Regions from separate parts of the Sus scrofa genome. Here region 2 is linked to region 1. Evidence: chromatin contacts called from public HiChIP or PLAC-seq data. All regions are on one chromosome and are shown on one strand. Each heading gives the region's core, a stretch centred on a gene start, on an enhancer-like site or on the middle of the called end of the contact. The rest is flanking DNA. Distances are from core to core; before and after follow the strand shown. Region 1 overlaps NREP (neuronal regeneration-related protein). Region 2 has its middle 18 kb from the start of YTHDC2.

Region 1 (6,407 bases), core at 1,095-3,594:
AAGAAAATCATGGAATTCCTGTGGTGACTCATGGTAATAAACCTGACTAGTGTCCATGAGGACATGGGTTCAATCCCTGGCCTCACTCAGTGGGTTCAGGATCCTGTGTGGCTGTGGCTGTGGCTGTGGCAGAGGCTGGCAGCTGCAGCTCCTATTATTCAACCCTTAGCCTGGGAACTCCATATGCTGCTAGTCTGGCCCTGAAAAGACTAAAAAAAAAAAAAGAAGAAGAAGAAAATTGTCATGTGTAAATGTACTACTTGTACCATTTCATTCATTTCATTTTTTTAACTTGGTTTTTGAATGGCATAATGCCCTATATATTACATATAGCAAGACTATAATAATTTTCTGGCCTGTGCTTCCTATTGCTAATAAAAGTTTTTTTGTGGGATATTTAGAATTTCACTGGGCAGCATGATTAGCGTTATCTTTAATTGATACTCATGTCATACCTGCTATAGTCAACCTACTATTATTGGCCATATCCATACATTTAAAATAAAATTATTTGACTACAGTTTAAGAAAACCTAATGAAAAGCATTTCAAGTTGTTGTCTATAGCAGTATGGCAACTGGTCTGTCCTTACAGGTCTGAAATTAAATCATAAAATGATACAGTTATCTTAGTTATGGCTCCTGTTATCCAATATGATGCAGTATAATAACTGATATCAGGGAGCTCTATAGAAGATACCACGAGCACAGAAAAAATGGAGTCTAACTAGCCCTGGGAAATCAAAGACTTCACTGTGAAGATGATGCTTGCATTGAGTTTTTTAGGTGTGTGGTATCCATTTCTCCTTGTGCTTAGCACTCCCTGCCTCCAACCCCCTTGGATATTAGTAGCCACCAGAGTCACCACTACACCTTTGTGACCCAAACATCCCAAGCATTAGCCTGGCGGCAGAGACCTCTTCAGCCACTGCTTGACCCAAGCAGAGTTAGAGAGGGAACACCCATATCTGGCTGTTCCAAAAGCAGAGCCCACACCCACCGCCATAGCATGTGCTGCAGGAACATTTCCTATTCCCTGTCCGTGAAGTTGCTGAGCACAGGATGCTTTTAACACTTTCAGCTTTCAGAGCTCTTCCTTTCAAAATGCATTCTAAGCTCTGGTTTTCTTCATCTTTCTTTCTCAACTGTTTTCTTCCTGATATTCTTCTCATTTTTTGTTTTTCTTTGTTTTCGGAATTTTAAGATTCTTTTCTGTCACTTCCAGAGAGAGCAGAAATGGACACAGCCTTGAGTTCTCAGAGCACCATCTTGATCCAAACTCCAGAGCACTGACTGTTGTTTTATGAGCAGCGAACCACAAAATTATGTGTAAGGCATGTTACACATATTTTCCCAAGTATTTCTGAAAAAAAAATTTTTTAAACTCTACTTTGCTATAATGTTTCTGAATATGTTCAGCATTTTCATATGAATTCTTCTGTTCCTTCCTAACACAACTACCTTTCACTTTGCCCTTTTAAAATTATGTCTATCATATGTTGAGTGATGCATAAGAAGTACAGTTAAAGTATGGAATTCCAACCTTGTTGGATTTTGCTCTGGAAAATAGGGCAAAAAGATTTTTCCTGTGTATGCAGATCAGAAGCTGAGTTGAAGAAAGATTGAACGAGGAAGAAACTGAAATCTGGAAAGCCAGCTGGAAGATTTCTGCAGTAATCTAAGCACTCAACTGATAAAACTTAGAATTGAAGTGCAAATAGAATGGAGAATAAGGTAGAAATGAAAGAAATTTTACAAGGAAACACATGATAGGTCTTGGGGAAATGCTGGATATGAGTCATGGGAAGAAGCAATCAAAGAGAATGCCAAGGTTTCCACTAAGGTCTAAAGAAGACAGTGGTATCACTGGTGGAGATGGAGATCTCACATGGAGTGTGTCCAATGCCTCAAGTGCACACACACTCACACAGGTGCCTTAAAATAGTTCCTATAAGCCTTGAATTCAGTGTAAGGTGATTTCATCTTGGACCCCATCCAAGAAAGTTTATTCCTGGAAGTCCTAGAAGGATTTCATTACAACATCACTTTTCACTTACGTGATTATGCAACTTGCATGTAATAGGAGAGTCCTAAGTAAGGTCCGGAGTATTGCCCGCTGTATAAATTAGCCCAAAGACCTGAAATCTGAAAGAAATTTTGGTGAGCATATAAAGCCAAATTGATGAAAAATTAGAGGGTTAATAAAAATGTACAGTATGACCTTGCATTAATCCTGAATTAGTCCAAGTTTATGTTCACTGCCCAAGAAACTTTACCAGTCACTGTTAGTAGTAGGATGACCTGATTAAAAGGGACTGGGCAGAGAAAGTTGCCTGTGGGATGGTAGATATTTTTGGACTTCCCAGCAAGATTCCTGGAACCATTCTGTTTTCAGCATGGCCGGGCTTGACCTCCTCTTGCGGTCCTTGGAAAAATAAATACTACCAGGTATGGTAGGGTAGGAGAACAGTGAGCCAGCAGGGACCAAGGCTGTGCCTGGCTCCTGCTCCCCAGCAGGTCTGTGAACACGTTAGTCTTCGCCTTTTAAGAGCTGTCCTCCCAGCGTCACCTCCATGGTCTCTAAGGTGCTTTGGTGCCGAATTTACACTAAACGGCAAGCAGGGTGCTCTAGAGCACAGCTGCCCAGCACACGCTCTTCTCTTACTCAAACATTGCCATTTTTTCTTGGCAAAAATTTTCATTCTGAAGGCAATTTCTCCTCTCTAAACTTGCTATCATTTCCCTTTCTCTGATGGATCTTTGCCACATCATTTCAGTCGTGCCTTGGCTTTTCTTTGACACCAGTTTCTGTGTCTGTCTACCTAGAACTAGTGTCTGTCTCCTTTGTAAAGTGGAGTCCCTTTTTGAGTGCCTGGAAGCCAAACACTAAAATCTTGGTGCGGAATGACTCCTTGGATAAAAGCTCTCCAGCCTGCAAGAGATAAGGGAACATGCAGCCTCAGCTGTAATTCAAAGTATGGGGAATGACCTCTTTAACAACTTTTTCAGCCCCAAGAATTCACATTCTCTAGGTCAGCTCCTGGTAGATGTTATCAGAGGCATGTGGGCGGCAGAATCTACCCACCCCTCCCCCACGGCCGGGAGGTAGGAGGTAGAACACAGTCTTTTCTTGACTTTATCATTCATTTTTCAAGACCAGTCCTTTGGCTGGTCATCCATATGTGGCCTTTCACTTTGCTTCAGCTTTCTTGGGAAATGGAGATGAATATGGAAGTAGTTATGAGAATCACTGTAACCTAAAAATGTCCCAAGTAGTTTTCTTGGTGTCTGAAACTCTGGAAATGTACATCTCAAGTCTAAGTGTAAGATTATATGGGGCATTTGCAGGAATGCTGGGAAAAGCTTGCTTACCAGTAACCAGATTGAGTTCAACTCCTTTAAATGTATTTGGTCGTGGCTAAGTTACTTTGTCTCTTTGAGATTCATTTTCCTCATATATAAAATGAATGATTTGGATCTTCTGGTTTCCAAAGCCCCTATTAGCTCCTGAATCCTTAGGAACTTCTGCTAAAACGTTGTATCTAGAATCCCTTCATGAGAGGTACTCTACTGCCCCTAGTAAAAAAGCTGGATACAGCTGCTCCTAGGACCTATGAGATGAGAAAAGATGATCCAGACTTGGTAGGAGAAACCTGGGACATGGAAAATCCAGATCATGTAGGTGAAGAAAGGTAAAAAAGAAATAAAATAGGAAGGAACCTTATCTGGGAAGGGTAGCAAGTAGGGAGGTACAAAACAAGAACTGTGGACCTTCATCGTGCATCGGAATCACTTGGAGGATTATTAAAAAACAGATTGCTGGCCCTACCTCCAGAGTTTCTGATTCAGTAGAAGTTGTAATACCAAACATTTTGATTTCTAACACGTTTCCTGTGATGCTGGTACTGCTGTTTCCAGGGATCTCCTTTGAGAGCCATTGCTGGAAGTAATTTTCTCGCTTTTAGGTGCTACAGCCTGAAGGAGACTGTTATAGTTCTGTAGTAGATTCAAATAGCAGAGAATTGAATGTGTTATTTTGTCATGTCCTTTATAGCTAATTCTAAGCTTGGTATTGGAAGGAACTGCCATTTGGGACAGTGGCTACTGTCACTTCCTGTTGTTTTTATGTGCTACAGGGAGAGGGGCAGCTACTCATTTCCTCTCTCCTGCCATAAGAGGACAATGAAAAATAACACATGCAATATTTCATTTTTCCATTCAACAGATGTTTTATAGATTTCTTACTATATTCCATTTACTTTTCTAGAAGCTGGGGATCTCATGATGAAAAAAAGACAAAAATCTCTCTTCGTCAAGCTTATATTCTAGAGTGTAGTAAATAGAACTCAATGCAAGGAATTCCCTTTGTCTCAGGAAAACAGTTTAGTCATCAGATTTTATTTTATTTTATTTAGGGCCACACCTGTGGCATATGGAAGTTCCCAGGCTAAGGGTCAAATTGGAGCTGCAGCTGCTGACCTACACCACAGCAATGCCAGATCTGAGACACATCTATGATGTACACCGCAGCTCATGGTAACACTGGATCCCTAACCTACTGAGCAAGACCAAGGATCAAACCTTCATCCTCATGGATACTAGTCAGGTTCATTTCTGCTGAGCCACAATGGGAATGCCATATTTTTTTTTCATTTATTTAATTAATTAATTTATTTTTTTATTTTCCCACTGTACAGCAAGGGGATCAAGTTATCCTTACATGTATACATTACAATAGTTTCTGGCCTAGCTCCTGCTCCCAGAGGAGCAGTGACCTCCGTATTCCCACAACATGGGGGTGACAAGCACCCAATCATGTTTATCTAAAGACTCCCACATTATTCTTGGCTCTCCCAACCCTGCTTTCCAGGGGAATGTGCAGGGTAACTTCCACTTGGAAAGCACATGCGCTTTGAATTCGCCAGAAATTTCCTTGTCCTTAGCTGTGTTTTGTCAACGTGCAGCCATATTCAAGTAGCATGTTAATAGAGGCAGAAAAAAAAGATTTGATGTAAAATTTACAAAGATAACAAAATTAAAAAATAAAGAAACAAAAACAACTTAAAATTCATTCTGAAGTTGACATCAAACTTAGGAAGGAATCTAGCACACAGTAGACCAAAACTGCATGTGGACAGGATGAACAATCAACTGATCCACCAATCACTCCACCATACTGTCTCTTTTTATCAAAGGGAAGCTGAAAAGAAGACAAAGACTCAAGTTTAAATGTCCTTTCAATAACTCTGGAACAAATCATCAAATCCATTTCATTTTTGTGATTTTGATAATATGGGTAAATTTGAATCCCTTGGCAATCAACATGGTGATTATTTGGCAAGGATAAGCACCATGGGCAGTCAGGTCATTGAGCTAAGGGTGGACTGTGTTCTTCCTCCTGTGGAAAGCAGTTAAGATCTTGGCTCTGGAATTCAGACTGTGGTTGATGAAACTCACAGCTTTTGTTCACCTACCACTCTGCTTCAAACATACTCCTTTATACAGAAGGCCAAAGTCCAGGGCAAGTCATGCCTCAGAAGCTTCACTATGAGGAGGATGCAGTTTTCTTGTTTAGTTGGCTTATTATGTATGGAAAGAGCGCTGGCCTGCAAAACAGGACACTTGGGGCCTCTTGTGGCTCTGACATTCCTGTGTGAATTTAACTCTCTGAGCCTCAGTATCCTTTCCTGTAAAGATTTGGGAAAAAGAAAAAAACCATGTTCATATTTTACATTTCCTTGAAATGGGGATGACACAGGTAGATTCAGCAGCCCTTTGGGGGAATCATTCGTGTGGGCAGACAGCATCCTAAGTAGAAACCTCCTGGATCTTCCCCTTTGCTTCCCCCTCCCTCTGTGGCAGGTGGACTAGTGTACAACTAGCAAGAGAAGGAGGGACAGGACACTGGAGCCTCAGCAACTGGTGCTCAGGGCAAATTAACCAAAGCTGGAGTTCCCGTCGTGGCGCAGTGGTTAACGAATCCGACTAGGAACCATGAGGTCGCGGGTTCGGTCCCTGCCCTTGCTCAGTGGGTTAACGATCCGGCGTTGCCGTGAGCTGTGGTGTAGGTTGCAGATGCGGCTCGGATCCCGCGTTGCTGTGGCTCTGGCGTAGGCCGGTAGCTACAGTTCCGATTCGACCCCTAGCCTGGGAACCTCCATATGCCGCGGAAGCGGCCCAAGATAGCAACAACAACAAAAGACAAAAAGACAAAAAAAAAAAAAAAAAAAAAAAAAAAAAAAAAAAAAAAATTAACCAAAGCTGGTTCAGCCCCAGTCTGTGACTCTTGTCCTTTTACAAACATTTTTACAGATGCAAACAGTTTTCTGTCACCTTTCTTTTCTCCTCCAAGCTGTCTTTGGTGTTTGTTTTAACCTGATTTCACCTGCGTGAAAGAGGAGGCAAGGCC
Region 2 (6,407 bases), core at 2,509-5,008, 240 kb after region 1:
TTGTTCCTAAAAATTCTTTACCTCAATAAGTAATGTCTTCTAATTAGTCTCTCTGACTCCAGGCTATTGCCTTTCAATTATGTCTCCAATTATAGGTCAAACTGGCTTTCTGAAAATACAGATATGATCCTTGGGCCTTAATAGCTTTCAATAATTCCTCATATTTTAAATGATTTTTAAAAAATCCAAACCCATTGGAGTTCCCCTGTGGTACAGCATGTTAAGGATCTGGCATTTTTACTCCAGTGGCTTGGGTCCCTGCTGCGGTGCAAGTTTGATCCCTGGTCTGAGAACTTCCTCGTGCTGCAGGCAAGGCCAAAAAAAAAAAAAAAAAAAAAATTCCAAACCCCTTAGTATGGCATTTAACATACTTTATAATCTTGTCCCAGCCTTGTGCCCTTATCTTATTTTTTGATGCTCTTCATCTCTCACCAGATACTCAAATGTGTAACAAATGCCTTGTAGTTGCTTGAACAAGGCCTGGTCTCTCTAGCCTTCACACCCTGGCCTGGATCTCGCATGGAGCATCTGTGACATTTTTGTTTGTCAGATCTGAGAGAGGTGCTGCTTATATGTACAGAATTCCCCAGCCCCAAATGCCATTAGTTCCCTACCCTCGTTCCTTCCCTTTCTCGTGTGGCAGAGATTACTAATTATTCAGGATATCCATTCTTCATTTTTCTTTGAGTAATCAAGTCTCCCAAGTTTAGCTCGGCTACATTCTCCAGCTTCTATCACAGCCAAGTGTAGGCAGTAAAGGGTTATCAAAGTGAGCCTATGATTTCTATCCTTAGAAAGCCCTGCTTTGCAAGACTGACCCTTGCCTGGCATCTGGGAACTCGAATTTTGGGAACATTCCCACCACTCCCCAGTAGGAGTGGATGACTATGCCTACATGGTATAAAAATATACAGTGTATGCTGAGCTCCTGCTTTTCTTCTGGGAGTCTCGAATTTTGGTACATTCTCAGGAAGAAAGTGACCTGACCATGCCCAGTGAAAACACTGGGTACCAAGTCTCTAATGAGCTTTCCTCGCAGAGAGCTTTTTGTACACATTACCATAATTTGTTCATGGGGGAGTTAAGTACGTCCTAGACAACTTGACTGGGAAAATACTTTTGGAAGCTTGTAGCTGGTTTCCTTTGGACTTTACCCAAATGGGCCTTTTCCTTTTGCTGATTTTTCTTTGTCTCCTTTTCTTGCAATAAATCTTGGCCATGAATTGAACTGTGTGCTGAGTCCTGTGCATACTTGTGAATCAGTGAAACTGGGAAAAGTCTGGGAACTTCTTAGACTTCAGTTCTGGCCAGTGAGAAGTGAACGGAAATCAACTTCTAGGCCACATCCTCTAAACAAGTTGCTTGGCTCTTATTTCTCTTTTCCTTCTTCCTATTGACTGGATTGTGGATGTGGTACTAGCCAGCCAGCTTCAGTCAGGTGGATGAGGACCATACCCTGGAGCAGAGGTTGGCAAACTTTTTCTGTCACCAGGCCTTATGGTCTCTGTTGCAAACTACCCATGTCTGCCATGGTAGTTAGAGCAGCCATAGGCAATATGTGCTTGGATGTCTATAGCTGTGTTTTGATAACCTTTATTTACAGTAACCAGAGATGGGCCAGATTTTGTCTATGGGTCATATTTGCCAGTCCCTGCCCTAGAGGACAAAGATAGGTGACCATGTTTTAATTCCTTTGACATAATAACCCCCCCCCAACGCTATCCATACAGATGTCCTGAGATAATCCCCTCCTACGTGTTTCCATTTTGTCCCATACATGTACCTATCATAACAAGTACTTGTCTGAATTGCATTAGTCTGTAAGCTCTTGAGGGCAAGAACCATTCACTCCATATCTTTGGTGCCTATCACAGTGCTTAACCATGTATCAGGACTCAAATTTATTGATGCAGTTCATCAAATACCCATTGCTTCTTATACTCTTTGTAGCTTCTTGAACAAGGCCTGGTCTCTCTAGCCTTCACTCCCTGGCCTGGATCTCGCGTGGAGCATCCGTGACATTTTTGCTTGTGAGATCTGAGAGAGGTGCTGCTTATATGTACAGAATTCCCCAGCCCCAAATGCCATTAGTTCCCTATCCCGGTCCCTTTCCTTTCTGGTGTAGCAGAGATTGTCCTTGGCCATCAATGAATGAAGGCAGCATTGCTCATCCAGTCAGAACTCCACCCTGTAACAGTCTCCCAAAGGGTTCCTATCTTGAAGCTACATCTCAAAGGAACACTCACTGAGGGGTGTACATGTCTCACTTCTAGGGTGCACTTGTTCTAGACCTCACATAATATTTAATGCAATAGAATAGGATATACTCTGTAAGAATGTTTTTATCTCACTCCCAGAATTAGGTCCAACTTTTAAAATTTTACCCAGTGAACTTGGTGTTCATTGATCACAAGAACAAGTGCTTCCTCTTCTGTGAAGATAACGGTACCAGAAATGTCCCAATAATTCAGGTGCTATCACTTTTAGGAGTATTTTATAATACAGCCAAGAGATACATGATACCCAATGGGTCTTGCTTGTGAGAGACAAAACTCCTTGCTTATTGGCCAGAATTTCTGGCTCTTATACAGCCTCTGAATCCTGCTCCACTGTGCACATTCTCTGCAGTGGAGTTCCAAATCCACCTCTGTTTTTGGAAAGAGCCGTGCTGGGCATATTGAAGCCTAACATCCTTATTTATATAATTCCTCTTTCTTTTCCCCATGGTCATGCCTGGATATTAGACTCTAACATCCAAACTGGTGTGAGATAAATATTTGATTGTAACTGAAAGACATCACATACAGCTCAGAACATGTTTTTATATGTAGGCTGTCTAAGCACAAATCTCCGCAGGCCATCAACTTCCCTGTGACCAGCTGGACCCTGCCCGTGCAGTTCTGATAAAGTACATCACTGCCTTTGTGAAGCATTCCCTGGCTCCAAATGTTCACAGAATTCCCGCCATGGCTGGATCCCCTGGTTCCTGTCTTCAAGAGTGAGATGGCATCAACCCCTTGAACACAGCCTTGAGGGAGTCAATAGGACCAGCCTGTTTCTGGCTTCAGTGTCTCCCAAGGCTGCTGGTATACCTCCTTTGCATGTCAGTTATTGACTGCTTATTGTCTCTTAGTTTGAAATAGAATAATTAATAGAGGAACACCAAGACTTCCTGAAACCCAAGATGAATATGAATTATATATATAAATACTTACAAATTTGAACTTATCTGACTTGACCATTCATAAGGCAAGAGAAGCAAAAGGTATATGAAAATGGTATGTCAAGGATTGGGTACAGCCTGAAGTGGGGATGGATCTGATCACAAATAGATCCATTTGTGTCCAGCACAATAACATAAAATTGTAGGCTGAAAGAAAAAGGTTGTGACATTGAAGGAGCATATAGTGTTTAGGCCAAAGTTTGTAAGAACTCCCTGGCCGCTCCATCCCCGAGATCTGAAGTCCAGGATAAAGCCATCATCAGAGCCCTGAACTCACCGTCCAGAAAGAAAACGACACAAGTGCCTTTTGACAGGTCGCCTCACAGGACAGGCCCCCGATGTTGACACATGTCTCCCATGGCCCAAGCACGGGTAGGACATTCCTCGTGAGCGCTAGGATTCGAGCACAGGGCCATGTAGGGTGAGTCAGGTGGAGGCCTGAGAAAAACCAGATGCTTGGGAAAGAAGTAACAGGAGATACTGGAAATACTGTACAGTCTAGACTGAATGCTTCAGTGGTCTCAAGATAAACAAAGTAGGCCAAGGGTGAAATGTGTGAGCTCAGTCAGCTTTACCCATGAGAGTTCCAGCTCCTATCTTCAGGAAACAGCTCAGGCTCGATTTTGACCACAGGCAAACTTGGCATGCACTTTCCTTGCTTTCTTTCAGCCTGCTCCATGTGTTTGAATTTCTATGACGGCACATTCCCATCACAAGCACTTCCCCAGATTTGAGGGCCCGGTCTTGGGGCATAGGGAAAGGAACTCTCCCCAAGCGTTTCCTTCCTGAAGGAGGTGCTAACCGAGGTGCCGAGGAAGGATGGGTGTGCTGGGGCTCTGCTCTGGCTGTTTGCTCTCCTCAGATGTTGCCTGCAGGCCAACTAGTTCGCTGGGGATAGATCTGCAAAGGCTGAGGGAAGACCGGCTGGTCCCAGGATGGGCATGAGCCTAATGGTGCCTTAACCAGCTGATGTCAGAGAGGGTTGTCACTCATGTGGATGTGAGAGCCCATTAGCACACATCTCTTGGACAAACTGGGGAAACAGTGCTCCTAAACTAATGCTCGCAACATGGTCTCTCAACTTTTCTTCCATCCATCAACTTCTGAGGACCCATCCAGGCTCTGGTACTATCACAACAAGGGCCTGTCCATGTGGACTCACCCATCTGTGCCTAAGATGCTGCCAGAGCATGTCCCCACTTTCCCAGGGTGAGTTCCTGAGTTGGCTCTGTTTCCAATCAGCCTGTTTCTGACCCTGACTTTGATCCTTTGGCTCACATCCCACTCGGCTCCTCCAGCCTGGTGAACTTTTTGATTTATTATTCTTTTGACTTAACTGGACTTTCAATCAGCTCTCTTCCTCCTGAGAGTCTTATGTAGGCCCCCGTTGGCACCCTTCCAGGACCCCCTCCCACACTTGCAGATACTTTTCCAGGGCAGCCCTGACCAAGATCAACTCACTACACGGTCTCTCCCATATCTGACTTTTCCTAGGAGGGTGGTAGGAAGCAGCTCAGCAGAAACAGACATGTAATCAAGACATATTAGAGAGCCAGGGTCTTTGTACTTAAAACACCCAAATTCTCCATCAACAAATAGACTATCACAATATTTAGTCTATTGACTGATCAACTTAATGTTGAAACTACCAAGTCTTCTGAGGACCATAGGTGTCAAGTGTCAAAGAATTGACCTCAATGGGCAAGTAAACTTTTAAGTACTTGAAGAAATTCCAGGCTTGAGATCCCAGGCTTCCAAATGGAATTCACAATTAGAAGGATGATCTATTAAAACAGTGGCAGCATTTGTGCTATTTAAAAAAAAAATGAAATATGAATCTTCTAAAGAAAATGAAAAGTGTATCCATGTGAACATAATTTAAGTAAATGCTCTGAGCACTAATGCAATGCCTTTCAGATTGTCAGCTCTTCAGGCAGACTTATTCAAATACCTGAGTCTGCATTCCCAAGATAAATTTGGTTTTTCATGCCTCTCAGACATAATGTAGAAAGTTAAGGACTATAAGTAAATAGTGATATTTTACTTTGTTTTGTTTTAAGTTACTATTTATTTAGCCCAGCTTTGCCCCTGTGATGTTCCAGTCTGTTTCAATGGACTTGTGATTCTACCGTGCCTTTTATCCAAGAAATGTCCCCTCTCATTTCTGTTTTTCCCAAATCCAACTATCCTTGAAGGACATAGCAAGTCCTAACTCTTCATTGAAGCCTTCTCTGATGGTATCAACATGCCAACAATGTTTCATTTTGTCTTATCTTTTGAGCTCTTGTACTGCTTATTGTACTTCTCATTCTTCTAGCATTATTTGATTATATGAACCCAATACTAAGGCTTAGGAAAATTTACCTGGGGATACAGATTAACATCTAACTTCAACTATTTGCTTTCTAGCAAAATATAGTTCCTTAGGAATTTGGATTTTAATGATATCTTAATTCTAGGATTTAACATGGCTTCCTTTCGAAATGGGTTGTAGCAAATTCCCATCTGGCACAGTGGGTTAAGGAGCTAGTACTGCTGCACCTGTGGTATAGGCTGCAACTGTGGCACAGGTTTGATTCCTGGCATGGGAACTTCTAAATGCCACAGAAGCAGCTGTAAATAAATAAATAAATAAATAAATAAATAAATAAATAAAATAAAATAAAATGGGTTGTAAATTGGCAGCTCGTGGACCACATTCAACACAAGTGGTTTTTTTCTTGCCCTATACCATGTTGGATGGCCCAATGTTTTTAGTTGCTGTCATTTTCTTTTTAGGGGCTGCACCTGTGGCATATGGAAGTTCCTGGGCCAAGGATCAATTCCGAGCTGCAGCTGCTGGCCTATACCTTAGCCACAGCAATGCCAGATCTGAGCCCCATCTGTAACTTACACCACAGCTCACAGCAATGTCGGATCCTTAATTCAGTAAGTGAGGTCAGGGATTGAACAGCATCCTCAAGGACACTAGGTCAGGTTCTTAAATCACTGAGTCACAATGGTAACCCCAATGTTTTAAAGTCACACTGTTATATAACCTATATTTTGAATTTGGTAATTTCATCAAAAGCATGTATTTCCAACTTTCTTCAGCTCTCTGCAGATTTGGCAGCACAGGGCCCCCGATTACCTGTAGGAGGGAACAAATCACTCTAGATGGAGTCAGCCCTCCAGATGTTCTACT

What was found. HiChIP or PLAC-seq counts read pairs in DNA pulled down with a chosen protein or histone mark.
Region 2: a contact with region 1 is called in an H3K27ac HiChIP or PLAC-seq map of skeletal muscle, with 5 times the contacts expected there. The contact joins two enhancer-like sites. A contact is called at or near these places in 3 of 47 Hi-C or Micro-C datasets (embryonic fibroblasts and skeletal muscle) and 1 of 2 datasets of contacts at active chromatin or transcription factors (skeletal muscle).

Annotation. Positions count from the first base shown.
Region 1 is chr2:117,746,892-117,753,298 of Sscrofa11.1, forward strand. All of the region lies in intron 3 of NREP (neuronal regeneration-related protein), which reads left to right. Among named protein-coding and RNA genes, the nearest start is that of NREP, 240 kb to the left of the region's middle. Within about 2 kb of position 2,345, at least 3 of the 83 cell types and tissues checked have an H3K27ac peak or open chromatin away from gene starts, as enhancers often do. A contact at or near this core is called in skeletal muscle, where this site is marked.
Region 2 is chr2:117,981,968-117,988,374 of Sscrofa11.1, forward strand. No RefSeq gene overlaps it. Among named protein-coding and RNA genes, the nearest start is that of YTHDC2, 18 kb to the right of the region's middle. Within about 2 kb of position 3,759, at least 12 of the 83 cell types and tissues checked have an H3K27ac peak or open chromatin away from gene starts, as enhancers often do. A contact at or near this core is called in skeletal muscle, where this site is marked.